2 separate regions of the Sus scrofa genome follow, and region 2 is linked to region 1. The links are chromatin contacts, called in public Hi-C maps. All regions are on one chromosome and are shown on one strand. The core of a region is the stretch at or near the end of the contact, and the rest is flanking DNA. Distances in the headings are between cores, read along the strand shown. Region 1 holds the start of TRPM5 (transient receptor potential cation channel subfamily M member 5). Region 2 overlaps KCNQ1 (potassium voltage-gated channel subfamily KQT member 1).

Region 1 (5,971 bases), core at 1,857-4,356:
GCCTGTGTGTCCACACACATGCACCCGCAGACACACACACACCGGTCCGCGCCCGCCCTGCCGCCGCTCTCGGTGCCCGCGGGCATGTGCAAGGAGCTCGCTCCTCCGGCCCGGGGCCCGCCAGCCCGCCCCGCACTCCACGCCAGGGTCTGCTCTCTGAGGCCAGAGTGGATGGCTGCTCCTGCGGGTGAGACAGCGACGGAAGCGGGTCCAGTTTACCACCCAGCCCTCGGGGCGGGGAGGGCACTGGGAGATGCCTCCTTCCTGCAGCCCAGGCAACTCCAGTCACAGGGCGGTGGGAGGAGAGGGAGGGCGTCTGGGCCGGAGGGTGAGCGGGAGTCCCGGCTCAGCCCCTGGGCGGCCTCTCCGGCCCCTCTCTCCCCGTCTGTGACGCATGGATGCCCCCTCCCAGGGTTGATGGAAGGACTGGGGCCCCGGGCAGAGAGGTGGCCAACTGCAGGCACTGCCCGAGGGGCCAGGGGCCCAAGGCCTGCCGGCTGCCCCCGTCCCTCCCCTTCCCCGTCCTGCTCCTGGGGGTGGAGGCCATGGACAAGGGGTCACCTGCCCGATGCAGGGTCCCGGCGGAGAGGATCCCGATGGTAACTTCAGGGAGGGGACGCGGGCCATGGCTGTGGGGACGAGGGATGGCAGGAAGGAGGGATGGCGGGGGGGGCGGCAGGAAGATGCGGGAGTGGGGCCGAGGCTGGGCTGCTCTCTCTGGATGGCCCCTAAACGAGGGGCCCATGGGTCCCCAGCCTTCACTGAGGGCGCTCACGTCAACCCAGAAGTGGCAGATGAGGGCTGTGTCCTGCAGAGCCTGCCCTGCCTTCAACCAGGAGTGGCAACCCCCCCAGGGACCAGGACAGGGCCCTTCCTGTCCCAGGAGCTGAGTCTGGACCCCCTGCAGACCTGAGAGTGGCACTGAGTGGGAGGAGGCCCCCAGGCTGGCAGGGAGACCCAGGGCCAGCCAAGCCCCTCTCTGGGTTGTGGCTTCTGTGCCAGGAGCTCAAGAGGACTCAGGGGCCCTGGAGCCTTCCTGGGAATTAGGCCTTGAGTGGACCCGGCCGTCTCTGCCGAGGGGAGGGGCATGTGTGCGTGTGTGTCCCCCAGGCCCCAGGCGGGGACAGAAGATGGGCGTGTCTGTGGCCAGCCTGCTTTGGAGCGGGGTCAGCCTGCGCACAGGCAGAGGTCTGGGGGCTGGGCGCCAGCTCCTCCAGGCGTGGCCTGCCCCCAAAGGAGGTGTCATGTGAACTCAGTCCTGTCCCCAAAGGCACTGGCCCCAGAGCAAAGGGGATGGAGGCGGCTGAAAACAGAGCAGGGGCACAGGCCTCGGGGCCCTCCCCACGGTGTCAGGGGGCACAGGGGGCATCTGGGCGCCTCCCCCGTGCAGCGGTGCGCCCACCCGAGCGGAGCGCACAGGTCCAAGGCTCACGGAAACACAGCACTTGTCCACCCCCTCACCCTGTGTCCATCCAGCAGCTCCGCCGGCGCCGGCCGGGAAGCGGACAGGTGGCATAAAGGGAATGGATGGTCCCTTCGGAGGGGCAAGCTCACTGAAAATGACACCAGGTAATGCGGAGACCCCAGGCCGTGAGCCAGTGTTGTAGGGGCAGGGGGCGGGGAGGGGGAGGGAAGGGGCGGGTCTGAGGCTGGACGAGGGAACAAGTGGGTGGTGAGGGTGGAGGTGGGCAGGGCTGGGCAGAGCTGCTGGCAGGAGACCGGGTTTTATTGCCGGAGGGATAGGGAGCCACAGGGGGCTGTAGGCAGGAAGGGAGCAGAGCCTGGAGCTGGGCTGGGGGTGGGGGGAGAAGGCGTCTAGGAGCCGAGGTAGCGGGCAGGACTGGGAGAGAGGGCAGGGCGGGCAAGGGCCATCTTCCCCCCGCACCCCGGCTTCGAGGGCTCTGCACACCCTCCCGTGGGCAGTGGGGCCAGGCCAGCGGGGGGCTTTGAGCCAGGCTGGTCTTGCGGAGTTGGGTGTGGTCCAGTGCCACGGCCTTGCCAGGGCTGGGTCTGATCCTCTGCCCAGGACCCCAAAGCCCTTCTCCCTAGATCCCAGGCCCTGACAGCTTGTGGGGTCCCTGCCCTGGTCTGGAATCCAGTATTTCCTGAGGGATCCCCAGACAGCCCCTCTTCCCCCCCCCGCCCCGGGCTCCAGGCCAAGCTGCAGGACGTGGCCAGCCGGGGCCGAGGGCCTCCTGTCCAGGAGCGAAGCAGCCTCCACCGGCCAGACCGCCTCCGCCAGCCAGACTCAACCTGTGGTCCTGGGGCGCCCTCTGGTGGCCAATGGGCCAGAGTGGTGAGGCTGCCGGGGTCCCAGAGCACAGGGCCTAGTGGGGTCCCCCACCCCTCCCGAGCTCAGAGGATGAGGGGGCCTGGGGTCTCTGGTGAAGGGACATGAAAAGTGTCCCCCAGGCTCTGATCTCCTTTTGTGTCACCCAAAAGTTCTCAAGACTTGAGCTACCTAGATCCCCATTTTTGTGGAGAAACTGAGGCCCAGAGTTGAGCCCGAGGGCTTTGAGGCCCGTGAGTCAGGACCGCGGGACTCCGGGACACCCCAAGCCCTGCTGCCTGGCCTGCCCCTAGTTGAAGGGACAGTGTCCATGCAGTGCCTGGGGTGCTGGCAGCCTGACGGCTAGCCAGCGGTGCCCGCTCTAGGGCAGCACACCCGGGGGTGCAGGGGGTGACAACCCAGCCTCACGGGACCCCAGAGTAGAGGGGCGGTCCCTGCCCATGGGTCCTCCACAGGGCAGCTGGCCACACACCCTGGGCTCAGCCATTCCCAGTTGCTGGAGAGATAAACGTGGGAAGTGAGACACGGGTGTGACACAGGCTCCCCCAGGCGTAGTCCATGGAGGTGGTGACGGCCACCCCCATACGGGGCTGCCTCGTGGCAGCAGGTGGCTGGTGGCATCCAAGGAGCCACTGGGTCCCTCAGGCCAGAGGAAGGCTGGCTTTGGCCAGCAGGTCTGTGGGCCCCAGTAAACCGAGATCGGATGGTGCCCAGCCCGGGTCTTGGCATTGGCCGCCCAGGCACCGGGCGTGGTGGGTGGGGCGGGGAGGGGCGGGCGAGCTGGCTTGCGGGCACCGTGCTCTGGGCACCTCCATCCCGCTCCTTGGCCAGCAGCCGCATGTCCGGGCCCCGGGGAGAAAGAGGGCAGGTAGGAGCCCCGAGATGCCGGCCCCCAGGTGGAGCGAGAGCAGGGGGGCCCCTCTTCCAGGGCCATGTCCTGCTCCCCACCCCGCCACCTCGGTTTCTCAGGTTTCTTGCTTGCGGGGAGGGTTCTGGGCAGGAGGGGAGGCCCCGTGGCCCTGGGGGCCAGACCCAAGGACCCGGGGCACAGGTGCAGGGCTTACACGCATGAGCGTCTGTGCCCCCTCCCAAACCATGCCCTCCACCCTCAGCCCAGGGAGACGCGTGTCCCCACTGTGGGCAGAGGGCTGCCGCGCTGACTGCTGGCCTGCTGGCCTGGGGCCCTCGGGAGCATCCTTCTCCTCACCGCATCCACTGCATCTTGGGGGGGCGGGGTGGGCCCAAGAGGCTGAGGGCCTTGTCTGGGTGACACAGCCCGAGAGGGACTGGGCTGGGACTCCCGGGGCCTGCCTGCCCAGCTCTGCCCACACTGGGGCCATCTTCCTGGTGGCCTCTGACAAGGGGTGGCCATCTGCCCCTTGGCAAGCGCCCTGGTGCCTCTGCTGCTGGGGTGGGAGATCTGGCCTCTGTTCTCCCTGTCAGAGTTGGGGGGGGACTCCGGCGGGGGTACTAGGACCCCCGCAGCCCAGACTCCCCCACCCCCTCCAGGAACATGGTGTTAAAGCCCCGGACACCTGCTCATGCAAATCCACTGTTTGCATGTCCTTCCCACTTGGTGGCTCCATTTGCCTGGTGTCTGGCACGGTGCCACCCCGGGGCTCAGCCCAAATGGCCCCTCGGTCCCCCTGGGTGGGGAGCCAGGAGCCAGGCCCAGGCCTCTGGGGCGTGGGTGAGGGTGCTGGTCGTGGCCCTGGGAAGGCCCTGCTCAGGACAGCCCCCTCCCCTCCACCCCAGTGAGGAAAGGGCGGGGGGCTGGACAGGATCAGCCGCACCCCAGCACCTTCGCCCCGAGGCAGGGGCCGCTCTGTCCTCTCCAGAGCCCACACGCCCTGGGCGGGGGCACATCCAGCTGTGGGGAGGGCTGGCCTGCCCTGGCGGGAGTGAGGCCGTTGATCGGCTCCCCTCTGCCCCGCCCTCCCAGCCTGATGCCAGCACACCCCACTTGGCTGCCTCACTTTGGGGTCAAAGAGTGTCCCCTGAATTCGTATCCACCCAGAATCTCAGGATGTGACCTTATTTGGACACAGGGTCTTTGCAGCTACAACGAGTTAAGATGAGGTCGTGGTGGAGCGGGGTGAGGCCCTGATCCAAGGGCTGGCATCCTTATAAGGAGAGGGACACTGGGACAGGGGATGTGACCATGGAGGCAGAGATGGAAGGACACAGCCACAAGTCCAGGGCCACCTGGCACCACCCCCTCCACCAGCTGGTAGAGGCAGGAGGGCCCCCCTGCTCCCCGGAGCTCAGGAGGGAGTGCGGCCCTGGGCAGGTTGATCTGGGGTTTCTGGACTCCAGGACCGAGAGGGGAGTTAATTCCTGCCGTTGGGAGAGGCTGGTGGTGTGTGATGTGGTCACGGTCACCAGCCCCAGGGGCGGCATCGAGGGCTGGGTGAGGGCTTGCTGGTGCCACACCCAGACCAGGTCACAGCCGCAACCCACTCCCCCCCACCGTCCCCCCCACCAGCAGCAACTGATCTCAGCAGCAGCCCAGCCCCAGCCCCGGGGTGAGGTCGGTGGATGCAAATCCTCCGCTCCCCCCACCCCCACCCGAGCCGGGGTGCAGAAGGGGGGTGACAGGCTGGTGATCCTTGGGTTTTGCTACTGGAGGCTGGTGCCCGGGGACAGGACATAGGTGTGAGGGACAGACGAGAGGCGGGGCTGCCTGAGGGCCCTGGGGCAGCTGAAACAAACAGGGTGGCACCAGGGGCGCCTAGAGCACAGGAGCTGGTTCTCCCTGCTCTGGAGGCCGGCAGTCCGGCTGCACCAAGGTATTGGCGAGCTCCTTGCAGCAGCTCCAGGGGAGGGTCCTTCCTGCCTCTTCCAGCTCTGGGGGGGTGGGGGGGCCGGGGGGCAAGGGTGGTCCCAGGCGTCCCCAGGCCTGTGGCTGCCTCACCCCCTCTGCTCCATCTCCACCTGGCCCTTCCCTCGTGTAAGGACCCTGGGCCCTGGATTGGGGGACATCCTGATGCCCTCCCCCCACAGGATCACAGCTGCCGAGAGCTTATTTCCACAAGTTCAAGGCACCGGGGTTGGGGGGACACGGGAGGACCGTGTCATGTCTGCAGGTGCCCTGCCCCCTCCCGTGTGAGAAACAAAGTCTGCTCCGACCTTAACAATGGGAGCCGCCGTCAGAGGTGTTCGCTCTCCCCTCACGAAGGGCCCCGACCACCCGTGGTCCGTGGCCTCCGGGAGGGGCTGGGAGGGGCTGACGCAGGAGAAGCTGGAAAAATCCCTCAGCCGACTCCTGCCACGGACAGACACCCCCCAGAGCCTGGGGACCGAGCTTCATGGGGTGGGTGGGCCTCGCGGGGCAGCGCCTCGCAAGGTCTCCGGGGACTTGGGTCCCTCCGGCGGGAGGAGGCCTCGGCTCTGGGACGGCCAGGGCAGGCCCGCCCTCCCCACACCAAGTTTGCAGAGAAAACATGGGGGCAGTGGGAGGGTGGGGGGCCGGGCAGGCAGCCATCCGCAGTGGGCTCGGGGGGCACTGGGGGTACTCGCAGTCGGGCAGGCTGAGGGGATCCAGCTGTCCCTCGGCTGGTCCTGGGACCCCAGCGCAGCCCTCAAGTCTCTGTCGCATGGAGTGGGGCCCGTGGGCAGCGCTGGCCAGGGGTGAGGCCTGGGGGCAGGTCCTGGGTGGTAGGAGGATGGGCAGAGGAGCCT
Region 2 (5,903 bases), core at 1,050-3,549, 57 kb before region 1:
AAAGTGAGGCGCTGGCTCGGGGTCAGGACCCCGGTCTGCGGGCCCCACGTCCTCCAGCTTCTGCGGCCAGGACGTGCTAGAAAGTTCTAAGCTCTCTGCCTTCCTGCCTCCCGAGGCCGAGGACGGGAACAGAACCCAGGCGGCGCCCTCTGCCTCCCGGGCCCTCGCAGCCGGTGCAGCGTCCCGTCCTTTGGGGCCCAGGAGGCCACCATCACTCCCCCAGTGGCCTGTCCCTGTAGGACTTTTGCTGCCAGGGTGGCAACTGACCATTTATTGTCGCTGTTAGGGTGACCTCAGCCACCAGTCAGAAAGCAGGGTGAGAGCCTGTGAGAACCGTGTGTCCAGCGGGGCCCCAGGCGAGGCCTTGGGGGCGTCCTGAACTGGCCGGGGCACCTGGAGGCCTGTCTTCACCTGTCCTGTCTGGCTGTGCCCAGGGAACACGGTGACCTCGGGGAGGGGATGCAGCTGGGAGATCCAGACTCGGCCTTGACCAGGGGGAAGGTCCGGCCAGCGTGGCCCTGCCTAGGACAGGCCTGCACGGAGGGCACCTCAGGTGGGGTCCTTATCCCAGGGCCTGGCTCGGAGGCACCCAGAGGGTGGGCACCCTTTCCCAGGAGCATCTCCTGGTCACCTGCTGAAAAATACTTCCGCTGGCCCTTAGCAGGCGTGGCGTTCATCATTCCACACGCTGGGCTTTTTCAGCCTGGCTGTATCCCGAAGGCCAAGCAGCTCTCGAAATGCCTGCCCACTCTGTTTCAGAAGGAATCACTTAATAGTGCGCCTCGGTCCCTTCCGACCTGCCCTGAGAGGGCCCGGGACCCTCAGAGGTGCCGGGATCAGGTCCCTGCCCTCGGGGGGTGGGGGGGCTCACAGCAGCCTGGGGTGCTGACAGCCCTTCCTGCCTCTGCAGGGCTGGCCACTACCCCGTCCCAGCAACCTGTCCCAAGGCCCCAGATCAGGCAGCCACGGACCCCAAGAGCAGAAGACCCGGCCCGGGGAAGGAAGGAATGGGCCCTGCCCTCTGGATGGGGAGTGGGGGGCAGGGGCAGGAGGAGGGGCGCTGACTCCACAGAGGCCACCTCGGCCCCTGGTGCCGCCCCGCCCGGCTTCCCGGGAGGGCGTGTGCGTGCCTGCGGGAGGCGGCTGCTGCCCAGAGGACAATGGCCTGCCTGTGCGCTGGCGGCCAACCCACCTGGGGAGCTGCGGCCCGGGGTGCCCGCCCGAGGGACATCCGGAATGTTATCAGACTTCATTTCAGCGTCTGCAGCAGCAGGTGCCCTGGGAACGGAGAAGAACGTGGAGCCGTGCCAGGGCCGGGACTCAGCAGGAGGCCGCCCGGGAGCAGGAGGCGGCCCCCCCACCCACCCCCACACCCGTGCCAGGCAGGGGACGGGCCGGACCCTCGGGGAGCCACGGAGTCCATGGGGACGGCCCCTCTGGCCCCTGGGAAGCAGCTTTCAACCCCGGGATGTTTCCCGGTGACATGGACAAAGTTAATGAGAACCATGCATGTCACACGCAAGGGAAACGCGGCCTGTTGGAGGCGCCCTTGGAACCTGATGGGAGAGACCTCAGCCACCAGGCTCCCTGGGTGCTGAGCGGAGATGCCAGGCCCAGGAACGCACCGCATCGCCCTGCTCGAGTCACTGCGTGTGTGACACTCGGTGAAGACTTTGAAAGGTGTGTTGGTCCAGGAAAAACGCCGTGTGTGACAAAGGCTGAACTGGACATGACACTCAGTGAGGTGACCCAGACACTACAGAACAAATCCCGCGGAATCCCACGCCCAGGAGGGCCCTGGAGTCGCCAGATCCATCGGGACAGAAAGCAGATGGTGGGGATGGGGACCGGGGTGGCGGGGGGTGGGGGGGAGCGTCTGGTGGGGACAGAGGGCGTGAACTTGGGGAGATGCGGTTTGGGGGACGGACGACGGCGTGACGGGGGCAGAGCCACGCGATCGCAGTGAGTGCCGCCGCCAAGCTCTACACGCAGCAGTGGTGCCCAGAATAAACTTACGTTACGGGTGTGGCAGCGCGGGTTTCTACAGTTTTAAAAAAAAGGAAACTAAGCAAAGGACGTCCCATCCCAAGCTGCTGTGTTCGCCGCAGGCTCTAGAGAGGCTGAGGGAGGGTCAAAGACCGCCCACCGGCAGGACCTGCAGGGCAGCGGCAAAGGGCAGCGCCTGAGGCTCAAGGCCAAGCGGCGGGAGGTTTCGTAGATTCGGTGCTGACCTTCAAACCCCTGCTATCGGAGGGGCTCCTCTGTGCACAAAGTCACCCTGGACGATTCCAAACACCCTGAACAAACAGAGGACGCGTGCCCCCACCCCGGCCCGGGCTGCCCAGCCTGGGGACCGCACCGCCCCACGGGACGCCAAGCTCCCCACCCCCGCGGGCCCAGCCCGCGCCCGGCACCGCTCCGGGCGAAGCTGGCTGGGCGCCGCGCTGCGCAGACCCCGGCCCGGACCGGGGCTCCCAGGGGCCACCCCTCACCCAACTGGACCCCGGCCCCCAACGATTGACTCTTCTTCAGACTGGTTCAGTGGCACCAAGGCTCCCTGCTTTAAAGGGGTCCCGTGGGCGATGCAATCCGCAGAGGGGAGGGTTACACCCCCTAAGGCCCTGCGAGCAGAATCCCAGTCAACAGACCCTAGGACGCCCAGCAAGCAGCTATTAGGAGATCTAAACCCACTTCTCTGTCCAAGAGACGGGGGCCTCCCTCAGCCCCACAGGGTTTCAGCCGACACTTTTTCTGAAAGTGGCCTGGGCTGGGGACCCTGGAGACACAGGGCCTCCCACCTCACGCTCTGGCTGTGCCTGTGCGCACAGCACCTCCTCAAAGGCCAGGCCTCCACTGCCTGGGGGTCACCACCACCAGGCGGCCGCCAGGACTGCCCCGGAATCTGCAGCCCACATGCCACTGGCCTCCCTGCCTCAGTGCCTCGGTGTCTACTGGGCAGCCCGGTAAGCCTGGAAAATGCAAATGCCACCGGGGCTCTCCCAGGCCACAGACTCTCTAAGTGGAGTTGGACTCCAAGCCAGCCTCCTGGGTAGCCCCTGCCCCACAGGCCTGGGCTTCCCTGCAGAGGGGACTTCTGACGCCACAGCTGGGCCCTTGGCCCCGCCCAGCTCTCCTCAACCACCTGCTGTCCACTGCTGCCCCGAGACAGAGCGAGGGTTCCCCAGGCAAAGGCCCTTCTGCCACCGTCCCCCCGGAAGGTCCCTCTTGAGGCCCGGGACATAAGTGTTTGTTGAATGAATGAATGAAGGTTTCAGGGTGTGCTCAGGACGCACTGAGGAGCGAGACCCCTTCGCTCCATTCTTCTCCTCCTCGCTCTTCCCCGCCCACCCCCGTGGGCTCAGTCAGGGCCCTACGGGGCCTCCAGGGGACCAGGACAGGGCACCCACTCTCCACACCCGATGCCACCCCAGACTGCATGCCAACACCGTCTGGCAGAGAGGAGCCTGAGGAGTGGGGGACTCTGCTGAGAGCTGGGAGCAGGCGCGGCCACCCCAGCTGCCAGGAGAGCACGAGGACACACTGGACGCGGGAAGGCCGTGGTCCAGTTGCCCCAAGTTGGCCCCGAGGCAGCAGGGAGGGGGCTGCCCCCGGAGGAGACCCACCCCAGGCGGGTGGCGGGAGACCTCAGGGAGACCCGCGCCCAGCCTGGACACCCACCGCCAGCCCCTCCGCCTCCCGGGCCCACGGGGCCTTGCTCTCCCGTCCGCTCGCCCAGCATCTGCAGGGCATGCCAGGGTGCGGCCCACACCCCCCAAACACAGGGACGGCACAGGTAAGGGGACAGCTTGGGCACAGGGACGGGTCAGCTCCCCGGGGAGGGCCTGTGACAGCCCCGCCAGCACAGATGAAGACAGGGTCTGCCACCCTCTCGCCAACATGAGGGTGAGGAGGTCACTCGCCCTGGCCACTCAGTGCCGGCAGACGCGCTTCCGTGCCCGAGGCCCCTGGGGTGTCTGGAGGCACTCAGGCCCATCTTGGCTGGTCCCCAAAGCCCCATGGCACAGCCACCACAAGGTGACAAGGTGGGGGACAGCAGCACCCCCACACTGGCCATGCATTCTGTTTTGGCAGCCCTGCAGGGCAGGTGGTGGGACGGCCAGGGTCCAGCCGAGCCTGGGGAGCACACAGGCCGTCGCCCTGCCTAGCGGCCTGGCTCCCGTCCAGAGGACAAGAATCAATGCCATGCCCATGTCTCATCCCAATGCCCAGGGCCCTGTCACCTTCCATGCCCACCTCAGCACAGGGCCCTGGCTTGCGCTGGGAGTGTGGGATGTCCCCGCTGAGGGCCAGGCCTCCTGGGGGCAGCCGGGGGCAAGCAAGAACGGGCCTTGGCTGAGGCCTTAACCACGCTGCCCTCCGCCTTTGCAGGGCACTAGAGGGGCAGCTGTGGGGGTCTCTCAGGGCGGGGGCACGGCGGTGTGTGGACACGTGCGTGGTTCCTCGCGGATCTGCTTCCACCATCAGAAACACAACAGCCACGTCCAAGCCTCAGGCTGTGGGTGACGGCACTTGAAGGTCCAGCCCCGGCCGTGGGCCAGTGCCCCCAACCCAGGCCCTTTCCCGGTGTCCACCAGAAAACAGGGGCGCCCACCCACACAACTGGGACCCCTGACCTCTTTGCCATCAGGCCCCGGCGAGGCAGGAGCGGGAAGCACGGTGGCGAGAACCTTCTCCCGTCCACGCCTTCACAAGAAGCCTCGGAAGCGGGCCTGTCCCCCATCAGAGGGAGGAGGGAACGTGACCCCCCAGAGTCACACAGCCCCAGACGGCCAGCAGAGAACAGACTCCTGCTCTGCCTGCCCGGCACAGGCCACCTGCCACCAGGCTATGCCTCGCGCCTCCAGGAAAACGGCAGCCCAGGGACCCACCTGGAGTGGCCGGGCCCCCAGGCCTCCCACTGCCCACCCTGGAGGGGCTGCCCTGGCCTGGCGGTGGGAGGCCAGGCCCCGGCCGGGCTCGGCTAGGAGGGTTGCGGGATGACCTGGCTGTCACGGCAGCCACCCTGCATCCACTTCACTGGGGGCCGGAGCGGCCGGGACCCAGGAGGTGTCCGGCCCTGGACGGGAGACCCACCTGAGGCAGGGCCGTCGGGCAGGGAGCGCAGGCCCGTCCAGGGCCCAGGCCTGCAGGGCCGACTCTGCCCCGGAGTGTGGCCGGCACGAAGCCTGGCTGCCCGGCCCGGCCTGGCCCAGCCTGTGATAAGAACCCCCTCGAGGGTATATTTAGAAGGTGTTGGAGAACAAACTGAAGTGACCCCTCGGACAGAGGCCTGATCGGCCCAGGACGCGCGCCGTCTTCCCTGCGAAAGAGGCCAGTCCGGGCGGGGGAGGGGCCAGCAGGCAGCCACTCGCTCTACCCCAGACACGGCCCGTGTCTCAGGGATCCAGGGCCTGGGCACAGCCGGCGCTGCAGGCCTCACCCAGGATGGGGCAGGATGCGCACATCCCGGGGGTGAGACGGAGCAACAGGCAGCAGAGGGCTGGGGCACCGGCAGGGGTGGGAGGGCCTGGGGGCTTCCTGCCCAGGGTCCAGACCCCGCCCTCCCTTAAACAGGGCGACTCTGCAGACTCAAGGCCAGGGCAGGGCTCCCAGGATACCTCAAGCCAGGCCCCAGGAGAAGCAGGTGGCCTGCAGCCGGGGCTGCTCAAGCCCATCAGTGCCGGAGGGGGTGCTTCGTGGGCTCTTCCCTGCTGGGAAAGTCCCTCCTTGAGTCTAGCCCAGGTCTTTCTTGCTGCAGTTTGGCTTGATCTCCAGCTGAAGGAAACCTCCCGACCTCCCACGGTGGAGGCTTCAGCCTGACCCAAGGGGACTCCGGAAGCTGAGCAGCCATGGGACCCGGGCCTTGGTTTCCCCTGGGAAGTGGGGTTGCATCAAGCATGCTG

The links. Hi-C and Micro-C count contacts between places; a contact is called where the count stands out from the background.
Region 2: a Hi-C map of fetal liver shows a contact between it and region 1, with 1.9 times the contacts expected there. The contact joins the enhancer-like site here to the promoter of TRPM5 in region 1. A contact is called at or near these places in 3 of 5 promoter capture datasets (fetal liver, fetal skeletal muscle and liver), 34 of 47 Hi-C or Micro-C datasets (adipose tissue, alveolar macrophages, blood and 17 more) and 2 of 2 datasets of contacts at active chromatin or transcription factors (alveolar macrophages and skeletal muscle).

The regions. Positions count from the first base shown.
Region 1 is chr2:1,662,070-1,668,040 of Sscrofa11.1, reverse strand. TRPM5 (transient receptor potential cation channel subfamily M member 5) reads left to right here and starts at 3,106. Exons shown (of 25, transcript XM_021082618.1): 1 at 3,106-3,158. The coding sequence starts at 3,129.
Region 2 is chr2:1,717,982-1,723,884 of Sscrofa11.1, reverse strand. The region is part of intron 1 of KCNQ1 (potassium voltage-gated channel subfamily KQT member 1); the gene reads right to left. Among named protein-coding and RNA genes, the nearest start is that of KCNQ1, 46 kb to the right of the region's middle. Within about 2 kb of position 2,299, at least 5 of the 83 cell types and tissues checked have an H3K27ac peak or open chromatin away from gene starts, as enhancers often do. A contact at or near this core is called in fetal liver, where this site is marked.